Linked DNA regions of Gossypium hirsutum: region 1 is linked to region 2. A link is a contact called in public Hi-C data. All regions are on one chromosome and are shown on one strand. Each heading gives the region's core, a stretch centred on a gene start, on an enhancer-like site or on the middle of the called end of the contact. The rest is flanking DNA. Distances are from core to core; before and after follow the strand shown.

Region 1 (5,201 bases), core at 1,585-4,084, 45 kb before region 2:
CTTGATATTGCTTGTTGAAAAGATTGTTTCATGGGTTAGTTTCTTGAATTGTATATTCCTTTATGTGGTTTGTATTTTCTGCTCTTTCTGGCTTGCTAATTTGGGGTTCGTTTATTCACCTATTGTTCCCTTTTCTTCCCTTTCGTCACAAAATTTTGTTTCCATCACATTTCTGCAGATTTTCCCACCTAGTGAGAAGATTGAGAATATAAATGACCAGTACTGGACATTACGGGCAGAAGAGGTCAGTTCCTCCACCCTGCTCTCTATCTCTTATGCATGCACTCATGCTTCCTGCTATGATCTAAGGAATCATTTTCTTTTTCTTGTATTTCGTTGGTTTAGATTTTTTGAATATCATTTCTTGGATAATGGCTTTCTTTAAGTTATAGGGTGCTGGTTTTGATCTTTGTTTCTTAATCTTACAGATTCCAGAAGAAGAGAAAAATCTTGGTCCAAATGATCGCCTAATTCATGTTTACCACTTCACTAAAGAAACTGCTCAGAACCAGATGGTAATAAATTTTTTTCACATCATCTTATCTTCAGTTGCCATTTTGCTTTGCCTAAGATTACTACTTTATCACTATTATGTTTCCTTACCAATGTTTTTGCCTCTTGTTTTGACAGCAAATTCTGAATTTTGGAGAGCCCTTTTTCTTGGTGATTCATGAAGGTGAGACTTTGGCTGAAATAAAAGTCCGAATACAAAAGAAGCTGCAAGTTCCTGATGAGGACTTTGCTAAGGTTTGTTGTACTTCCTGAATCCTAAGTGAACTTGTGCTCACTGATTTACCCTAATTCTTAACGTGTTCAACCCCTTTTCTCTCTCCTCTTTTTGGCTGGGTAAATAAAATTTGAATTGATGTATATTAGGAACTCTGATGGTGATGTATCTTGTGTTAATATTTCTTTTTAACTAGTTGTTTTTCCTTTTCAGTTATGTATTCTTCGTTTTATTTATATGAATCCTATTTGTTTTTTCAGTGGAAGTTTGCATTCCTCTCACTTGGCCGGCCGGAGTACCTTCAAGATTCTGATATTGTATCTAGTCGTTTTCAGGTGTGGACATTGTTTTGCTTATAGATATTTGAAAAATTTTCCAAGTTTCATTAGGATTTTACTCTAATTTTGGTTTTACTATACATATACTCAGAGACGAGATGTTTATGGTGCTTGGGAGCAGTATCTTGGGCTGGAGCACTCTGACAATGCTCCGAAAAGAGCTTATGCTGCTAATCAGGTAATAACCCTTTATTAAAAGTATTCCCAAAGTTTCAGCAGAAATCAGTTGATAAGAAACATACCCTAAGGATAAAGATATTCTTTAAGGCTACGATTAATCTATCTGCTTTTTCCAAGTCCATGAAAATGACTGGCCTTTGGCGATGCCCGGAATAGTAGACTCTAATAAAATCACGCTTCTTTGCAGAACCGGCACACCTTTGAGAAGCCTGTTAAAATATACAATTAGGGACTATTTTAGATTTTACCTCCCTTTGGTGACATTGCACAAAAGAGTGGCACTCTACATGAACTAAAAGCAAATGACAATGTGAGGCAACAAGTTAGCACTGAAATGGCATCTGTGACCTTTGCTTGTTGATTTGTTGGATAAATGTAATTCTTTCGGTAGTGTCAATTTGAAGGACTACTTCCTTTTACGTAATCAAAGTGTGCATCTGCAAATGACAATTACGATCCGCTGAGATTTTTGCTACTACTTTCCGTCTTTAAATCGAGGTTGGTTGGTTGGTTCAATCTTCAATCAAAACGTAAATGGGGGCAAGTTGCCTGTGTAATTTGTCAGTACATAAACAAGATTTTGATTATTAGTGAATTTATGTATACACAGTATAGTTGGGAGAAGGTTGTGATTTTTGCCATTCCCTTTGGTTGGTTGCCCTGATTTTGTCCATGTAGATCATCTGATGCATTTAGCATTAGCTGCTGCCCTTTGTAATGGTTGATTGCCATTCTTTTTCAAGCCTATTATTATGGCTTATTATTATTATATCTAAAGATTCTCTTCATATTTGCGCTACTTTCGCCTAACTCTGAAATCCCAATCTCAATCTCAATCATTACTGATTTCTTTTTATATTGAACTTGTTTTTATATGGTTACAAATCTGAGTTTGGTATTATGATTCGGAGTAATCCAAAGTAAATCAAATTTATTCATAATAATGGGATATATTTTATTTTCCATTTTCTTGTTTCTCTTGAGAAATATTTTCCACTCTGTCGAAGCAATTACCTATTTTGTTATAAAGATATTCAATTTAGGTACTGCTTTTTTTTTCGCCTACCCATTGTAGGCCTTGTCATGGTGATATTATTTTTTTATGGTCCATGTTCATTGTTGTTTTTTTTTTAATAATGTTATTTTCGAAGTTTATGATAAATTGTAATTTTAAATCTTTTATAAACTCTTAAGGTGTGTGGTATGTGGAACTTTTTAGTGGTAGAATTAGAAAGCTTGCTTACTAACAAAACTGTTTTATACCTATAACCACTTGCTTTTATGTTATCATGTTTTGTTTCCAAAGGTTGTTAATTAGGGACTCTAATTCTTTTACTGTAATTGTATAACTGGTGATTGACCACTGAATTAAACTGATTATTGATGGTCAATTCACGACTTAACTGTTTCAATATCTCCATGACTACCTGCATGCTTAAGTTCGATTCACTTTGTGGATGCCTGTCATCCAAGTAAATTCTCGATTAATAAAAAAAGAATAGGGAAAATGACAAAAGATATATACATAGGATAAGGTGGAGATATTATATTACCTTTTTGCCTTACTGATTTTTAGTAGTATAGTGGACCTTATCTCCTCTCTTTTCCTTTTTTGTGCAGGATGTGACTTGACTTCAATCATAATTGTATTAACATGGTACATGAGCTCGGTAACTGCAGGACCAATTTTCCCTCACCTCACCTCCTATGTTCCCATTTCTCACTCACTTTAGCCAAATTGGTTTTTCTCCCCGATTGAAATTCAGTTTCAACTATCAACCTTTACTTTGTTTCAATGATTGCTTATTATCAGTTGTCTTTTATATCTATTAACATTTGTTTAAAGAGAAGATGGGCAAAAATTAAACAAACATGCAAAAAAAAAAAATGGAAAAAGGAATTTGGAACTTTTATGGTACAATCACTTTTATGGGTGTTTTTTCAACATTTGGGGTTTCAATATAAATCCGCTAGGCAAGCCAAAGTTAGAAAATCATTATAGGGAATAAAATTGAAATAAATTTTTTTGGGTAAAAATTCAATACCGTTATATTAATTTATAGTTTTATAAGGATTTAACTGCAATTTATCATTTTTTTTAAGATCAAGGCCAGGCTCTTCTAGATTTACGGTTGCCGCAAGATATCTGTTCTTAAAATATTCGATAAGCTATATATCTTTTCTTAAGAATAGTGACATAAGTATCAAAGCTCGGAAAGTACATTTTATGGCATTTGAACTGTGAACTTGAAACTGGGGAATTCTATTTTATGGCACTAGAAGTGTAACCACAAAATCTCAAACCTCATCTTCACTCTTATTCTCACAACCATTCTCTCCCCTTAAAATCTAGGAGCTTTAAACAAATAAAGTTGTTTTTGACTTACAAGTCATGATTCATGTCAATAGGTTCAGATAGTTGCTTGTCTTAATCATGACAAGTAAATGTTTTGTTAACATCAACTACATTGAAGCGGTCCAATTTGAAACACTGTCACGTGACATAATTGGATTGAGTTATTATCATTTAATTAAGTCGGTAAAATTTGGTTCCAATTTTTCTCAATTATTGTTGGTCTGGAATGTTTAGTAAATCTCAACACTCCAACAAAATAGGAAAAGAATTATTAAATTTAAAATAGATTGAGAGAATAAAGTTTTATCATGATAATTAAGATATTATTTTGAAGATATTATTTGTTTTCATATTATATTTTGGTATATAAAAGACTTACAAGTAAATAATTATTGAGGTTATAATGAAGTGCAACCATTAATTTTATTTCCATTGTTGAAACATATCATTATTCAAGAAAATTAAAAAGGGTAAAACTAATAATAAAAGTTTTAAGGAAAAATGATTGACGGGGTGTTGACTGTTGATGGAACCTTAGCACGAGCAATGAAGAAGATTGGGAAGAGGTCGAATGAACCTTTGGATTTTGGTGATCCTATTGTGGATGGAGCGGGGATGTCAATTGGCTCAAGTGAGAAAACCACTATGTCATGGAAAGACAGGTTATTAGGTACCTTTGGCGATATTGGCTTGTCGCAAAAGGATGAGAATTTCATCTTAAATGAAGGTGATGCCATGAAGGAAGTGGTTGATGGGATACCTTCGATTAAGTTTTTTGAACGGGTTCATGATTTTATTGCACAACGGACGTCCAAGACTGTGCTTGTGAAGCTTATTGGTCGGAAGATTTAGTACCATGCCATGTCAAATAAACTTTAGTCAATATGGAAAATGAAGCAATCCTTACAGATACTTTGTAACACCTCTAACCTGTTTTCGTTGCCGGAGTAGGATTACGGAGTATTACAATACAAAGCAGAACATTTATTATCAAATAGCATCAAATTTTCTAATTAATTGTCAAAATTTATATTATCATGTAATTTAAAGTGAAACATACACTCATGGGTCTAAAATCGAGTCTACGAAGCCTTAAAAATAGTTTAGAAATAATCGGGGACCAATTAGAAACAAATCAGAAGATTTAGTAAAAATATGAAAAATTTCAAAACAGGGGTCACACGGCCGTGTGATAGAGCCCAGACCCTGTGGCTCAAAACATGGCCGTGTGGCTACTTCACACGCCCGTGTTCGCTAACCGTGTAACTAACTGTGCCCATGTAATATAAGGTCACATGGCCATGTAACTCTCTATGCCCGTGTGAACCAACCTGTACTGAATACAAATAAGGCACACGACCGTGTGTAACACACGTCCTTGTGACAGCTCGTATCCCAGGTAGTGTGCATCCAAATTCAACCCAAAACTTGTCATTTTCACTCCCAAATGGTTAGGTACCTAAACATACCAAAAGCACATGCATACAAGCCCTCAAAACACATTAAAAAAATACTCAAAGCATGCCAAACAATCAACCTAGGTGCCTAACCAATATGCCATCATTGACACCACAATTCAAATAATAATCCGTTTTCACTA
Region 2 (5,034 bases), core at 902-3,401:
TGAACGCACTGTTGCATGGAACACTAACCTGCAAAGGTTACCATTTCTGAATTGTTAATGGTTCTTAATGTCGTGACACCTGCTCAAAATGCAACCATGTCTGAAGCTGTTAAGCTTTGTCAGCACAGCATGCCATCAACCCTATCTTTCTCTTTTGGTCATTCAAAGCTGTTTAAAACAATTTCAAACCCTAAGCAAGAAATCCAAGCCTCATATCTATTTAGATTCCAAAATTCCCACATACAGTCTTCAGATCTGCCATATCCAGACCCAGAATACCCCCAAAAGACTGAAGTTTCATAATATAGAAACTTGGAACATCCCAAGTCCTGCCAAATCAGTTTGACAGAAGGAGAAACAGAAGCGAAAGCATTCATGAACTAATCCTTTCAAATTTTAATATGAGTCTCTTTAATATCAGATACCAAATTACATGGGCAAATAATTATAACTATTAACTTCAAAGGACTTCTTCCAATATCTGCTTTCCTTTCGGTGCGCCTGACACCGCAACCAAGATTATAAAAGATAGGAAAAACACACACACACACACGCATATGTATAAGCCCTGATTGACGAAAGAGAAAGAGAAAGATGAAAAGAACGCGACTAGATTGTATTTTAAATGTAATTTTTGTTGGTTTTCAAAAGGGGTTTGCTTAACAGAGGCATGTTTATATATGAATGAAGAAAAAAAAAGTTATTGGGTACCCCATGATTTCTCTCTTGGCCAAGCTCTCTCTCCACAACCTCTTTGTATAAGGAAAGAAAAAAAACCATTTTTGTACTTAAAAGGTCAGACCGACCCCAACCTATGCAACAGATTATATAATAAAGAAGTTGATGATGATATCATCGAATATCGATCATAAATAAAGATGAGTGCGTTGTTCCAGTGCTTGGTTAGAAAACAAAAGCAACACCGCCTTAAAGAGGAAAAGATCTTTGAAAAATCATTATTTTAATTTCCAGCTTTGACCAGAAAACATAACCATGAACTTGCACTTAGAGAGATGACTTTAGTAAATCGGACATGAAATACCATAACCATGAGGTTGAAATGCAGAAAATGAAAGAAACTCGTCTATTTTTTGACTTGTACATTGACCTGGAAGAACCCTAGGCTTAGCCTATCTGTAGCTATCTCGGGAAAGTTTTATCACTCACTTGCCCAAGCTTTCATTTACTTGCTCATGAGAGATCAAACTTTGAAAGGGCCTTCCAGAATGCTTTCACTTCGCTCCAACTACAACACTTGTGCTTGTTTTAGATGGGAATTCTAGATCGTTGCTTTTAGTCATTTTCCAAGTTAAAATCAAGAAAAATCTCACGATCCATCAACCATGAATCATGTAGGTAACGTGGATTTTTTGGGACATCTTTCAGGTTAAATCAAGAAAAATCTCCCACTTTGTTCTTCGAGAAAATAACGAAAACTATTTCAACAAACAGAAACAAGCCAGTCATGGCAAATTCAACTCACTTTTACAGAAAGGAAAGACATTTAAAATAAATAAATAAAGTGAACATACCAAACACGTTGAGAGGTGGAGAAAGAAAGAAATATATAGTAATGGAATTCAGTGCAGTACCGCTAAAATGGTGTTGCAGAAGTTGCAGTGAACATACCAAACACGTTCAGATGTCAAGTCCATTGACATTTTTTCCCCTCTCTTTTGGCTTCTCAATACTTTCTTTCTCCTAACTATATAACGTTCCTCAACAACAAATGAAGGAAAAGAAAAAGAAAGAGTAGCATAAATGGATCAAGGTTGAAGAGAAGAAGAATAGTAATAAGAAAGGGAAGATGGTAGGACGACAAAGAACAAGAAAATTATTGGGTATTGCTTGTATTTTATATGAATTAATTATAAGAGACAGAGGGATTTGAGAAGTGTACAAAAAATATGATATGACAAGTCCAGTCCAATCGGGAGAGAGAAATTAGGAAGAAAGTAGTGAAGTAAATATGGTGGGAAGGAAATGGAAAGAACGGCAAAGAAAGAAAAGGAAGAGAGAGAGAGAGAGAAAGGGGGTGTTATGATTGATGGAATGAGTGGGTGAAAATCGTCCTGCTTTGAGTAGCGGACGAAGGGGGGGGGGGGTTGGCAAGGGCGGGGGCGGGGATATATTAATGCTTCCGAATGTTTTAAGCCAAAGTATACAAGAAAATGGGTTTTATATTCAATATCGAGTTTTAAACTTAGAAAATAATTAATAAGAGTTTGAGTGCAATTCTAAGGTAAATTATATTCAAATATTAGAGATGAAATTATTAGAGGGGTAAGCATAAATCTTAAACATGAATTGTAAAATGGACATAAATAATATAAAAAAATAAGTCTGAAAATAATTAATAAATGGTTAGGTGCAATACTTGTAAGGGGAGGATCTAGGTTTGAACCTTGAATATGACATTGTTAGAAGGAATAATTACGAATATTCCAAACACGGATATGAATGATATAAAAAAATCTCAAAATAATAATAAAGATAAATGGTCTTAATACATAATTTTTATTTATAAAAAATAGTATATGGTTTTTAAATATTAAATAAATTTAAATATTAAAAATAATTAGATTATTCAAAAATACTAAAAAATAATTTTTCAATTTTAAAATCTATTAATGTTTAATTTTGAATATTAAAAATAATAATTAAATTATTGAAAAAAGTTAAAAGGAAAAATTAATTATAAAAATTTCTAAATTACATTAATATATAACTTAGGGAATAAACCATATTAGGATTATCTTAAAAAGCATAGTTTTTAGGTACCAATAAAATAGTGTCACATTATTAAATTTTAAAGATAGCAAAGTATTATTATACATTCATCTATATCTAATATCTTCTCCAATTTAATTTAACTTTAATTAAATTACTTAAAATATTTAATTTTTTAAATTATAAACAAATATTTTTTCTTCTTTTACAAATTTTAATCAGTTTTTTTCATAAGTTATTTTTTTTGTTTAACCTATTTTAAAAAAAGTAGTAATTTTTGTGCAATTTTTTCTATGTCATTAACACATAATTTTGGTAATTATTTTGCTTTGAACCCCGAACCTTGAACTTTAAACCTTGAACCTTGAGGTTTGGGGTTAGAGTTTGGGATTTGAGATTCAGGGTTCAAGATTTAATATTCAAGGCTTATGATTTAGGGTTATTGGTTCATGTTTAAGGGTTTGGAGTTACGAGTTATGAGTTTGGGGTTCATGGTTTAAATATTTGGGGTTATGAGCTCATGTTTAGGGTTCTAGGTTTTGAGTTTTGGGTTCGGGATTCTATATCCAGGGTTCAGGATAAAAAAATTTATCAAAATTATGTGTCAATGGCATGGAAAAAATTGTTGAAATGTGATTAAATAATTGAAAAGAGACCATGAATAATGTGGTAAAAAAGGTCCATAATTTCTCTACGGGTGAGTGTATAAAAATAATGTCATATATTTAAAATTTGATGATGTGGCAAAATTTTATTTATTTTTAGGATCTTACATAAGTTATTCCCTATAACTTAACATATATATTTTTTAAAATTGTGGTTTTTAACTTATACAATTATTATTTATCTTTTAATTTTTCAATATATTCAAAATTCATATTAAAGTTTAGCTAATAAATATAATTAATTTAAATTAATATATATATAATCGTCGTTGAGTTTTAGCTCGATTGGTATCAATATTGTTGTTAGTACAGGAGGACATGGTTTGAGTGTGCTGAAATGCATTATCCTCCTATTTAAAAGTTGAAAAGAGTCTATGAATAGTTCTAAATATTATATAAAAAAAACACCCTTAAATCATAAAGAAAAATTTACTTAACCACGTTAAAACTTAAATAATTACTGTAAAGAAATTTGAGGAGGATGATAGAAGTGTCTTAAAAATTTATTTAAGTTAGTTTTTTAAAATTAATTAACAACTTTTTCATTATTTTTACTTTTTCATAAAAATTAACAAAAAAAAAACGTTGTAAAGAACAAAAAAGTTGAAAGAAAGTGTTATAAATTTAGTGTCTTAATTTATAATTATTGTTATAACGAATATTTACAGCTATATTAGAAAGCCAAATGACATTCATAGTCCGGTGAGCATTGCCTTAATGATAAATCATTGCTTTGCACCTAATTTTATGTGTTATAGTATTTTTATTTAGGTGTGTTTGAAAACAATTCAATTTGAAGTTACAATGCCACATCACAACTTAATTTGGTTCCCTTGGTTCAATGGGATAATTGCATTTATACCTCCTCCCAGAATTAAAAGATTTATTTTAGTCCTTTTTGACCTACGATTAAATGGAAAATTCATAAATTTAATCCTTTTGAAAAATTAATAATTTAATTTAAACACTTTTAATATAAATATTTTAGCTTCCCCTAAATTTTATAATCTTATCTCGGTCCCCCCTAAATAAAATTTTTGACTTCACCCCTAGTCACGACATAAGTGAAAAATGTTATGCAATAAATTTATTTGTAAAAATTGATATAAAAAGAAAATAGGGCTTTGATTGAAATGATAAGGTTAAGATGTTAAAAATTAAAATGTTTTAAGTTCAAATCCCATCATGTAATTATTTTTTTAGATTTTTATAAAAAATATATAAAAAGGCAAAAATACTTGCATAGTAATATTTCTTGGTTTGCAAAAGAATGTATTTTTAGTAATTTCCCTACTGAGTTGGGACCTGGTTGATGGGTGATATCAACTCAGTTAAATAATTAAATAATAATAGCTAGATTATGACACACCCATAATGTGAAAAATTTTATGGAACAAATTTATAAAAATATTATGTAAAAAATAAATGTGGCTTTAATTAAATGGTAAATTTGAGCCCGTATAAATTATAATGTCTTGGGTTCAAAACTTGTGATTTCTATTATGCGTATCTTTTTTTTTTAGATTTATCAAAATATTAAAAAAACATATACAATTTCAATAATTTCATAACTAAGTTGAAACTCAGTTGAGAGATAACATTAACTCAATCTTAATAATAATATGAATATAGATATGAG

What was found. A called contact is a pair of places that touch in the nucleus more often than the background predicts.
Region 1: a Hi-C map of leaf shows a contact between it and region 2, with 3 times the contacts expected there. The contact joins the enhancer-like site here to the promoter of LOC107941975 in region 2. A contact is called at or near these places in 16 of 34 Hi-C or Micro-C datasets (anther, callus, cotyledon and 4 more).

The regions. Positions count from the first base shown.
Region 1 is chrD07:17,105,529-17,110,729 of Gossypium_hirsutum_v2.1, reverse strand. It overlaps LOC107941977 (ubiquitin C-terminal hydrolase 13), which reads left to right. Exons shown (of 32, transcript XM_016875612.2): 27 at 179-244; 28 at 429-515; 29 at 631-747; 30 at 988-1,062; 31 at 1,157-1,243; 32 at 2,866-3,068. The coding sequence ends at 2,877. Among protein-coding and RNA genes, the nearest start is that of LOC107941977, 15 kb to the left of the region's middle. Within about 2 kb of position 2,834, at least 2 of the 9 cell types and tissues checked have an H3K27ac peak or open chromatin away from gene starts, as enhancers often do. A contact at or near this core is called in cotyledon and leaf, where this site is marked.
Region 2 is chrD07:17,060,075-17,065,108 of Gossypium_hirsutum_v2.1, reverse strand. It overlaps LOC107941975 (putative axial regulator YABBY 2), which reads right to left and starts at 2,151. Exons shown (of 6, transcript XM_041097616.1): 1 at 1,593-2,151; 2 at 1-28. The coding sequence starts at 1,661.